3 separate regions of the Rattus norvegicus genome follow, and regions 1 and 3 are each linked to region 2. Evidence: chromatin contacts called from public Hi-C data. All regions are on one chromosome and are shown on one strand. Each heading gives the region's core, a stretch centred on a gene start, on an enhancer-like site or on the middle of the called end of the contact. The rest is flanking DNA. Distances are from core to core; before and after follow the strand shown.

What was found. Hi-C and Micro-C count contacts between places; a contact is called where the count stands out from the background.
Region 1: a contact with region 2 is called in a Hi-C map of liver, with 4 times the contacts expected there. The contact joins two enhancer-like sites. A contact is called at or near these places in 2 of 12 Hi-C or Micro-C datasets (kidney and liver).
Region 3: a contact with region 2 is called in a Hi-C map of liver, with 15 times the contacts expected there. The contact joins two enhancer-like sites. A contact is called at or near these places in 2 of 12 Hi-C or Micro-C datasets (both in liver).

The regions. Positions count from the first base shown.
Region 1 is chr13:104,260,707-104,263,653 of GRCr8, reverse strand. It overlaps LOC120096346 (a long non-coding RNA gene), which reads right to left. Exons shown (of 2, transcript XR_005492742.2): 2 at 1-2,947. Among named protein-coding and RNA genes, the nearest start is that of Prox1, 11 kb to the right of the region's middle. Within about 2 kb of position 1,288, at least 2 of the 93 cell types and tissues checked have an H3K27ac peak or open chromatin away from gene starts, as enhancers often do. A contact at or near this core is called in liver, where this site is marked.
Region 2 is chr13:104,571,087-104,573,803 of GRCr8, reverse strand. No RefSeq gene overlaps it. Among named protein-coding and RNA genes, the nearest start is that of Prox1, 320 kb to the right of the region's middle. Within about 2 kb of position 1,278, at least 5 of the 93 cell types and tissues checked have an H3K27ac peak or open chromatin away from gene starts, as enhancers often do. A contact at or near this core is called in liver, where this site is marked.
Region 3 is chr13:104,124,399-104,127,237 of GRCr8, reverse strand. No RefSeq gene overlaps it. Among named protein-coding and RNA genes, the nearest start is that of Prox1, 130 kb to the left of the region's middle. Within about 2 kb of position 1,362, at least 3 of the 93 cell types and tissues checked have an H3K27ac peak or open chromatin away from gene starts, as enhancers often do. A contact at or near this core is called in liver, where this site is marked.

The DNA.
Region 1 (2,947 bases), core at 39-2,538, 310 kb after region 2:
ACACACACACAAATACACACAGACACACACAGACACACACACACAGACACACATACACACACAGACACACACACACAAATACACACACATAGACACACACACATAGACACACACACACACATGCACACACAGACACACACACCCCACACACACACATGCACACACAAATACACACACATACAGACACACACACATGTACACACAGACACACACACCCCACACACACACACATGCACACACAAATACACACACATATGGATACACACACAGATACACACACAGACACACACATATGGATACACACACAGATACACACACAGACACATGCACACACAAATACACACACACAGAGACACACACACACACAGAAACACACACCCCCACACACAGACACATGCACACACAAATACACACACATACAGACACACACAGATACACACACACAGATACACACACACACACACACACACACACACACACAGCACAAATGGAAAGGCAGCAATGACTAGCTCACATCTAGCGTCTGATTCAAACTCGCCCAGAAGCAGAATGGAACTCCAAGCTGTTCTGTTACTGTGGATGCAGCCAATGTTTCCCAAAGTAACATGTCCAGCCGTTATCACAGGGACTTCACCTCGCCGAGAAAACACTTCTTGGTGATGGGCATGGTGGATCTGAGGCAGGCTGAGGAGACAGACCTCCTCTTAACAGGTTCTGCCGAGCCTTTCCTCAGAACGAGGTCTGAAGATGTCAGTGTGCTGTAGCTCACTGGGCCACAAAAGATACCGAGAATCTGTGCTCTGGTAGCCACTTGCCTTATGCTTCTATCAGGACTCCAGTAAGCAACTCAGAGCCCCTCCCCCCTTCCTTCAGGTTGCTTTCTCTCTAGTCTTCCCAGGACTCACATTTGGGCCAGAAGGGAAGTCTCACCGCACATGGGAATTAGTTCCCTGGGCCCAGGGTGAATAGAATCCAGAGACTTTAGGAAGCATGCTCCCTTCAAACCATAGCTTCCCAGTCCATGTCTCGGTCTCTAGGGGGAGCAATGGCTTTTGTCTCTACAGTTCTGGGGACACTCTGGACTGAGAATGGCTCCTCAGTCCCAAGGCTGCCTGTCTGCAGAAGACCTCTTGCCAAAGGATAGAGTGAGCACACTCAGCTCAGACCCAGCTGCCCCAGATAAGAGGTGCCCGTGTTAACACGCAGGCTTCCTCTGCGGCCTAGCAGGGCCTTCCTTTCCCAAACAGTCTCCCTTTAATGTTGGCCAGCGTTGTTTTTCCATTGACTCAACATCTAGTCTCTGGTGGTAAGCCAGTGAGGAAAGCAGGAGCGGGGGAAGGGACCGTGGGCCACAGGGTGTCTAAGCCTCAGAAAGACGGACAGCCAGCCACATGGCCAACCGGGCTGGACACCTGCTTCGGAAAGACAGTGACCCACGCTTCCTCTACGGCACCTCTTCCTTCGTTTGCTGTGTCAGCCGTGGGGCCCCTCACCACCTCCCGGGTCACCTGACCTCACTTCAGCTTGGAAAACTTCAAGGGTGCACAACCTTTTATTACAAGTGTCCGTGTGCTGCTTAAAGGAAAGGAAAGGAGGAAAAGTCATTAAATAACATTGAACAGGGGAAAGAGTCTCAGAGAGTGAGACGGAGGACACAGCTCAGTGTGCTTAGGGCAGCAGAGCCCTGGAGTCAGCGCTGCGTACCTGCTGCCCAAGAAGGTATTTCTAGGAAAGAACAGATGAAAGGAAGCTGTTGACTGAAGGAGAACTGAAGAGAAAACAGCAAACAAGGAAGAAAGAAAGGAGAGAGCTGTGACAAGGAACATTCTAGGCAGGGTGAATGCCCCGGAGATGTGGGGAAACAAAAAAGGTGGAAAGGTTTGTGGAGAAAGTAAATCAGTATGGGAAGGAGAGAAGGAAGGAATGGACGAAAAAGGGAGGGGGCAGCTCCTGTGTGTGATGTGCGGTCCAGAACGAGCTGTTTTCCCCAGAAGCTGTTTCTGGAGCCCCGGGAAAGGGCAAAAGGTTGAGGGTGGACTGTACACTTCTCAGAGGCTGCTTTGCACAGTGCCAGGTCAAAGGGCATCTTCAAAACCAAATCTCGATCAGAGCCAGCTAAATGTTTTGACTTGAGGGAGACACCGTGGATTAAAAAGCAAAGCCGTGGTGTGGGGAAGAAAGGGACAGGGAAAGAAAGAAAGTTTAAGAAATGAAAGAACCCCATGGGGGACACAAAGGGGACGCCAGAAAACACTTCTGAGTCAGCCTAACATGCTGTAAAGATCGCGCAAGACAAGTTGTCATGTCGCCTTAGTGACACTGGCGAGGCTGACACAGTACTTGGTCTCCTTCGTCCTCTAATCCCTCCCTGCGCGCTGCAGAAACACACACCATGTTTAACAGGATTAACCTGCCCCCACCACCTTTATTTTTTTTACAATTCTATTTTCAACAAAATGGGGGTCCTCGGATCCGCCGGCCAGAGTCCTCTGATGTGCAGTGAAGCCTGGCCCGAGTGGCTTCCCTTCCACAGCCTTCGCTGGAATCCAGAGGGAAAATGGAAGCAGACAGCTTGGTAATTTTTCTCCATTCAATAAGTTTATTGTGAAAATATCCACAGTTTTGGGGTGGAAACATTGACGGTAGGATAGTCAAGGGAAAGCTGAGGGTGTGGAAATGGCCCTATTAAAACGAGGCAGGGGATGGAGGGGTAACCCCATAGTTAGGAGCACTGTATGCCCTTACAGGGGACCTGAGTCCATTCTCAGCCCCTATGTGGTGGCTCACAAACACCTGTAACTTCAGTTCCAGAGGACTGAATGCCTTCTTCTGACCTCCATAGACACTAGGGACACACATACATACTGCAAGAAAAAAAAAATTCACACACACAAACAAACAAATGTTCCTGCAGACATTTCTATAGCCTGAGGGATTTTGTCTCACA
Region 2 (2,717 bases), core at 29-2,528:
AATAGTGATGAAACTAGAACACTGTCCTAGAAAGAGGTCATACTATAGGAGCCCCCAAAGCTGGTTAACTTAGTGACTCCTCAGGGACTTGGGTTCTTTTCCGTAGCTCACTCTTCCATTCTTTCTCAGACTATGGTCTAGATCAATGGTTCTCAACCCGTAGGTCCCGACCCCCATGGGGTCACTTATCAGATATCCTGCATATCAGATATTTACATTATGATTCAAAACAGTAGCAAACTTGCAGTGATGAGGTAGCAACAGAATAATGTTCTGGCTGGAGGGGAGGGGATGAGGGTCACCACAACATGAGGAACTGTAATAAATAATTGGGGAGGTTGAGAACAACGGCTCTAGATCTCCTCGCAGTCAGGGAGTTCTACTAATGTCATGCCAAAGTATCCGAAGATCCGTTTCTCAAGCAAAACTGATGACTTCCTGGGACTAAAGAGAGCAAGAAGCTTTCAGGTATACAGCAGGGGACTCCATATCAATGTTTGATAAACTTTACCTGCTCCGGACCTGTTGAAAGGGAAGTGGCCTTTCAGTGGCCTTACAACAGGAGACCTAGGTGAGCTGCCTGTAGCATGACGGTCACGAAGGCAAAGCAGCAGCTTGGCCAAATGATTTGGAAACCGGAGGTGCATGAGAAACAAGCACACAGACGAGGGCACAGCGATGTGGCACTATCTGTGAGTCCAGGGGTGTGCGTTTGTAGATACAGGCTCCAGGATTGTAAGATAGTCAGAAAATGTAATCTGACCAGTGTTACCAGTACAGGTGAGCTTGTGGAGGTGGAGAATGCCTGCCGTGTCCTCAGCGCTGAATATTGTCCTCTGCTGGCTTCTATGGGTCATTCCCTGTGTGCACAGCTATTTTAATATCAGCACATTACAACTGTTTTGTCAATCTTCCGTTATGGTTTGACTCTTGGCTTGGTTGCTGGTCTCTGATGCTAGGGGGAAAATACTTGGTGCTTGTCCTTGTAGCAATCAGAACCAGAGGGGACTGCTCAGCTTTCTACTGCTCAGCTCAGTCAGTCAGAGCAGTTCTGGGCCAGCCCCGAACCAAGAAGAGTAAACGGTAAGATTTCCACCAGTCTGTGGGGGGAGGGCAAAGGATAGACCGTTATCTTCCCTTCATTGGTCCACCCAGTCACTAACAGACTTATCAGAGGACACTGGGACCAGATACGATACCCGCTTCTCTAAGGTCCATGCTCAGTAAGAGAGGGTCAAGGCCAGTCTCTGGTCTGACTCCAGGAATTACTCACCCAGCAGCCTATTACTGCTTCTCACAGACCTGTGCCTATCAGAACCAGATAGAGGGCTGGGAAACAGTCAGTGAGTAAATTGTTTGTCTTGGAAGCGTGACGACTGGAGTTTGATCCCCAGCACCCACGAAAAAGAATTGGGGCATGGTAGCACACGCTTCTAAACACAGTGCTCAGGAGTCAGGGACAGGCGGGTTCTTGGGATTCACTTTCCAGACTAACCTACTTTGCAAGTCCTAGGCCATCAAGAAACCCTGTCCCATCAAGAAATGATGTGTGTGGGGGGGGCAGGGTGAGAAATGGGAGATGGGTCACCTTCTCCACATAAACCTGCATTTCCAGAGTCCATGGAAATGCTGGGCAGATGCAACAACCTGCCGGTAATTCCAGCTCTGAGTGGATACAGGGGATCCTGTGACTGGCTGGCTCTGATTCAGCTAAGAAACCATTCCTCAATGAATAAAGAGGTAAGCACTTAAGGAAGGCTCCCAGTGTCAGTCCTAGACCTCCACACTCATAGGCACACACACACACACACACACACACACACACACACACACGCCCACAAATGTGACAATATAAACAGAAACCATACAGAGAAATGTATATCAAAAGGTAAACAGCGCCTGAGGAATGACACTCAAGGTTGTCCTTTATCCACACAGGTGTTTGTGAATATACACCCACCTGCGCACATGCACACACACACATACACAACACACAGGTACACACACACATACACACATGTACACACACGTACACACACATACACACATACACACACAACACACACAATATACACACATACACACATAATACACACATACATACACACATACACACACATACACATACATACATATATACACATACATACAATAGACACACATACACACACACCTACTTAAAGGGATAACTCCTACACACTAAACCACAAGAGAGAGCCACTGGATTCCCTGTTGACAAGTCATTCCCCCGGTACCCACTCACGCTTATCCCACTTGGGCTAGAGCCCCATGTTTGAAGAGAGTTTTTGGTTTCTTCTTTTTGTGCCCTGTGAGCACCCTGGGCTGGTGTGGAGGATCCAGCGGCAAATTAAATGCATTTCAAATAACGAGAGGACAGCGCCCTGTCTCCACTGTCCCCGCCACTCACTAGGATTGTAGAAGGATTATTTACTGTGCTTGCCTTGACTTGAGCTATTTAATTTTTCCAAAACAGATTCAAGGGATTGATTGATGGCAACCCCACTAAAAGTCGGAAATGTCAGCAAGACACGTAGAAGCTGGTGTCATTCTAGACTAGAACGATAGATACGGCTGAGATACAGGGATCCTTGCCAAGTGTTCCTGAGGCTAGGGGGTCATGGCTACTTTTTTGCTAGGATATATATATATATATATATATATATATATATATATATATATATCATGAGAAACAGGAG
Region 3 (2,839 bases), core at 113-2,612, 450 kb after region 2:
TACTCATTATAGTAAAATAGTTTATTTCCATAAATGTTTTATTTCCTCCTAACACTTACCACCAAAACACACACTTAATTTGCTCTCTTTGGGTCTATTCGTTCCTCCTGGAGATGCAGAGCCTTCCTCCAAAACAGGGAACAGAGGTCTTGCCCGCCGGTCGCCTGTCCGCCAACAGATAAAACTCTGCAGAGTGCAGCATCTTCCCACTGCAGCCCCCTCCCCCAGACTGTCTCTGCAGGTGCTCTTCCAAGAGAATCCTGGAAAGCACACAGGAGTGTCCTCTCCAGTGACCCCATGGGAGCTCCGTGGTGGCTTTACCTGGATATTCCAAAAAGTGACATGGAGGGGCCGACCTGACATTTGCAGGAGTTCCTGAAGGCAAGCTGGTGTGAATAGGGGTGAGAGCCTTTCCAACTGTCCCCTGGCAGAAATGCTCACGGGCGAGACTGTGCGTTCTTAGTGTCTGATCACTGCCTGGAATGTGGGAGTCTGTGGGGGCTGGTGAAATGTGCTGGGGGAACTTTCCCTGTGTCTCTAGCTAAATGGTTTCCTGAGGAAATGAGAAATGGGGCTGGGATGGGTGAGAAGGAATGAAAAAATTCCAGTAAAGAATTAAAAAAAAAGATAAGACAAAAGAAAAAAAGAACTTTTGTCTTTGGAACGGGGATTGTCAGATCTGAAACTCCAGGATTAGAAATATAAGAGGCTTCTTTTTTTAAATCAAAAAAATATAGAAGAAAAAGAAACGTCTTGGCTCTGAGATTGCACAGTAAATGCTTAAAGGGTGACGGTTTGAAAGGGAGGGATTGGGGACACTTGGCACAGAGGGCTCGGAACCTGAGGTGCCTGACTCTGGACTTGGCCCAAGCAGGGCAGTTCCATTCTGCCATCCATTGATGTATGTTTAAATTTCTGAACCCCATGTGGACTGAATGGGCCTCTTTATCTCTGAACAAACAGGGAAGGAGAGAGGATCTTCCCCCACTTCTGGCCCTATCTGTATTTGTAGACCACACTGTGGGTTTTTCCATTCCAGCTGTCAATCTTCCCTTGTTGTGGTCTTGGTGGGGGGGGGGGGAGGAAAAGTTCAGGAGCCAGGAGCAGTGAGCTAGCCAAGGAGCAAGCTCAGTCAGAGTCAACTCCACTCTGAGTGTGACAAATCTTCAGGTTATGCTGGTCATCCTTTCCTTGAAGAAAGAGGGTATTGGGGACCTCAGGGATTCTGTGTTTCCACCCTTACCACCACACGATGCACCCCAACTTCACCTGGACCCCTCGCAGCAGTGCACAGGAGTGCCCCAACACGCACTATCCCTCACCCACAGCCCTACAGGACACAGCTGAGTCTCTAGCCTCAAATGCCATCCGCGGTGACAGGCTCAGCTGGCACAGAAAGCCTTCATGAAATGTCTTCTGCACACAGCAGCAAAGCCAATCAATGCCATTGACCGGTTTGATTTTGAAGGGGCCTCCGCGTGCCCTTAAAGGAAGACCAGGTCTTTAAACGCTAAGGCAAAACAGAGCAACCCATAAGCTGCACAAAAGCTTACAAAAAAAAAGTTGGAATCTTACGTAAAATAAACTTCCCGAGATCTAGTTATCGTTCCAAAAGAATCCTTTTAAAAAACATCGCTTGAAAACATCACAGCCATGACTCTGTCGTGTTGGCTGTTGAAAGAGCTCCCGGATAGCCTTCTCAGGAGGCCTGGAACATACCTAGGGTGAGGATGCTTCTTGTTCTGTTTGTTTGGGTTTTTTTATTTTGTTTTTGTTTTTTGTTTGTTTGTTTGCTTTGCTCGGGGTACCTTGTAGTAAGAAGCGATAGCTTGTGCCAGCCACCCCTGAGTTAGATTTCCACGTCCCTTATCCATTAATGTGTAACCTTGAGCAGATGGTCCCCATGCCTCACTTTCTTCATCTATGCCTGGGGACAAAAAAAAATCAGTAGCACAGAGAGTTTCTATGAGGATGAAATTATGCCTAACAGGGTGCCCACCGCACAGCCATTTCTCTTGAGTGGCTGCAGTTGGTCTCAAGGACAGAAAAACAATAGCATCTCCTGGGGCAGCTATAGGCAGCGTCCGGCTCTAAGCTCTTGGCGTCTGTGACTCCTTTTACTGCCTGAGACTCCCGTCTGGTGGACTGGGAGATAGGTCGGGGGTGGAGCGTTTGCTATGCAAGCACCAGGACCTGAGTTCAGAACCCCAGCACCCAGATAAAAAGCTGAGCACAGTGGTGAGTACCTGCAATGCCAGCACTGGACAGAGGGAGACAGGGATCCCTGAGGCTTACCGGCCAGCCGGGTCAGCTAAGGCAGTTTCAGTGAGAAGCCGTGTGTCAAAATGGAACCTGAGAAAGACTCAACATCATCCTCTGGTCTCCAGACATGCACACGTATGTAAACACATTGCCTACAGATAAACCATACACACAGAGAACGTTTTAGGAGGGTTCCAGGTGCTCAGTACGACTTTGCCTCCTTTTAGACTCAAGGAAACAGTCAGTCCGCGGTGAATCCAGACCTCTCGTTTCACAGGTCTCCTTGAATAACAAAGTCTGGTTATGGCTCTACATAGCTAAGTTCCCGTTTTTGCCTAGAAAACCTGAGGCAAAGATTTCATCACTGGCCCCTTGTCCATTGACACTAGAGGTCAACATCCAACGTCACCCGGACTCTGCCCCTGGAAAGGCTTCAGGCCTTGTCTGGATAGTGAGCCTCTATGAAAGCTAACCTTTGACCTCACCTCCCAACTGGAAACAAAACAAGGATGGTTACGTAAACCAGCGCTGGCTGGCGTTCTTGACACCCGAAGGTGCTTCTGGAGCCTCAGGGCAA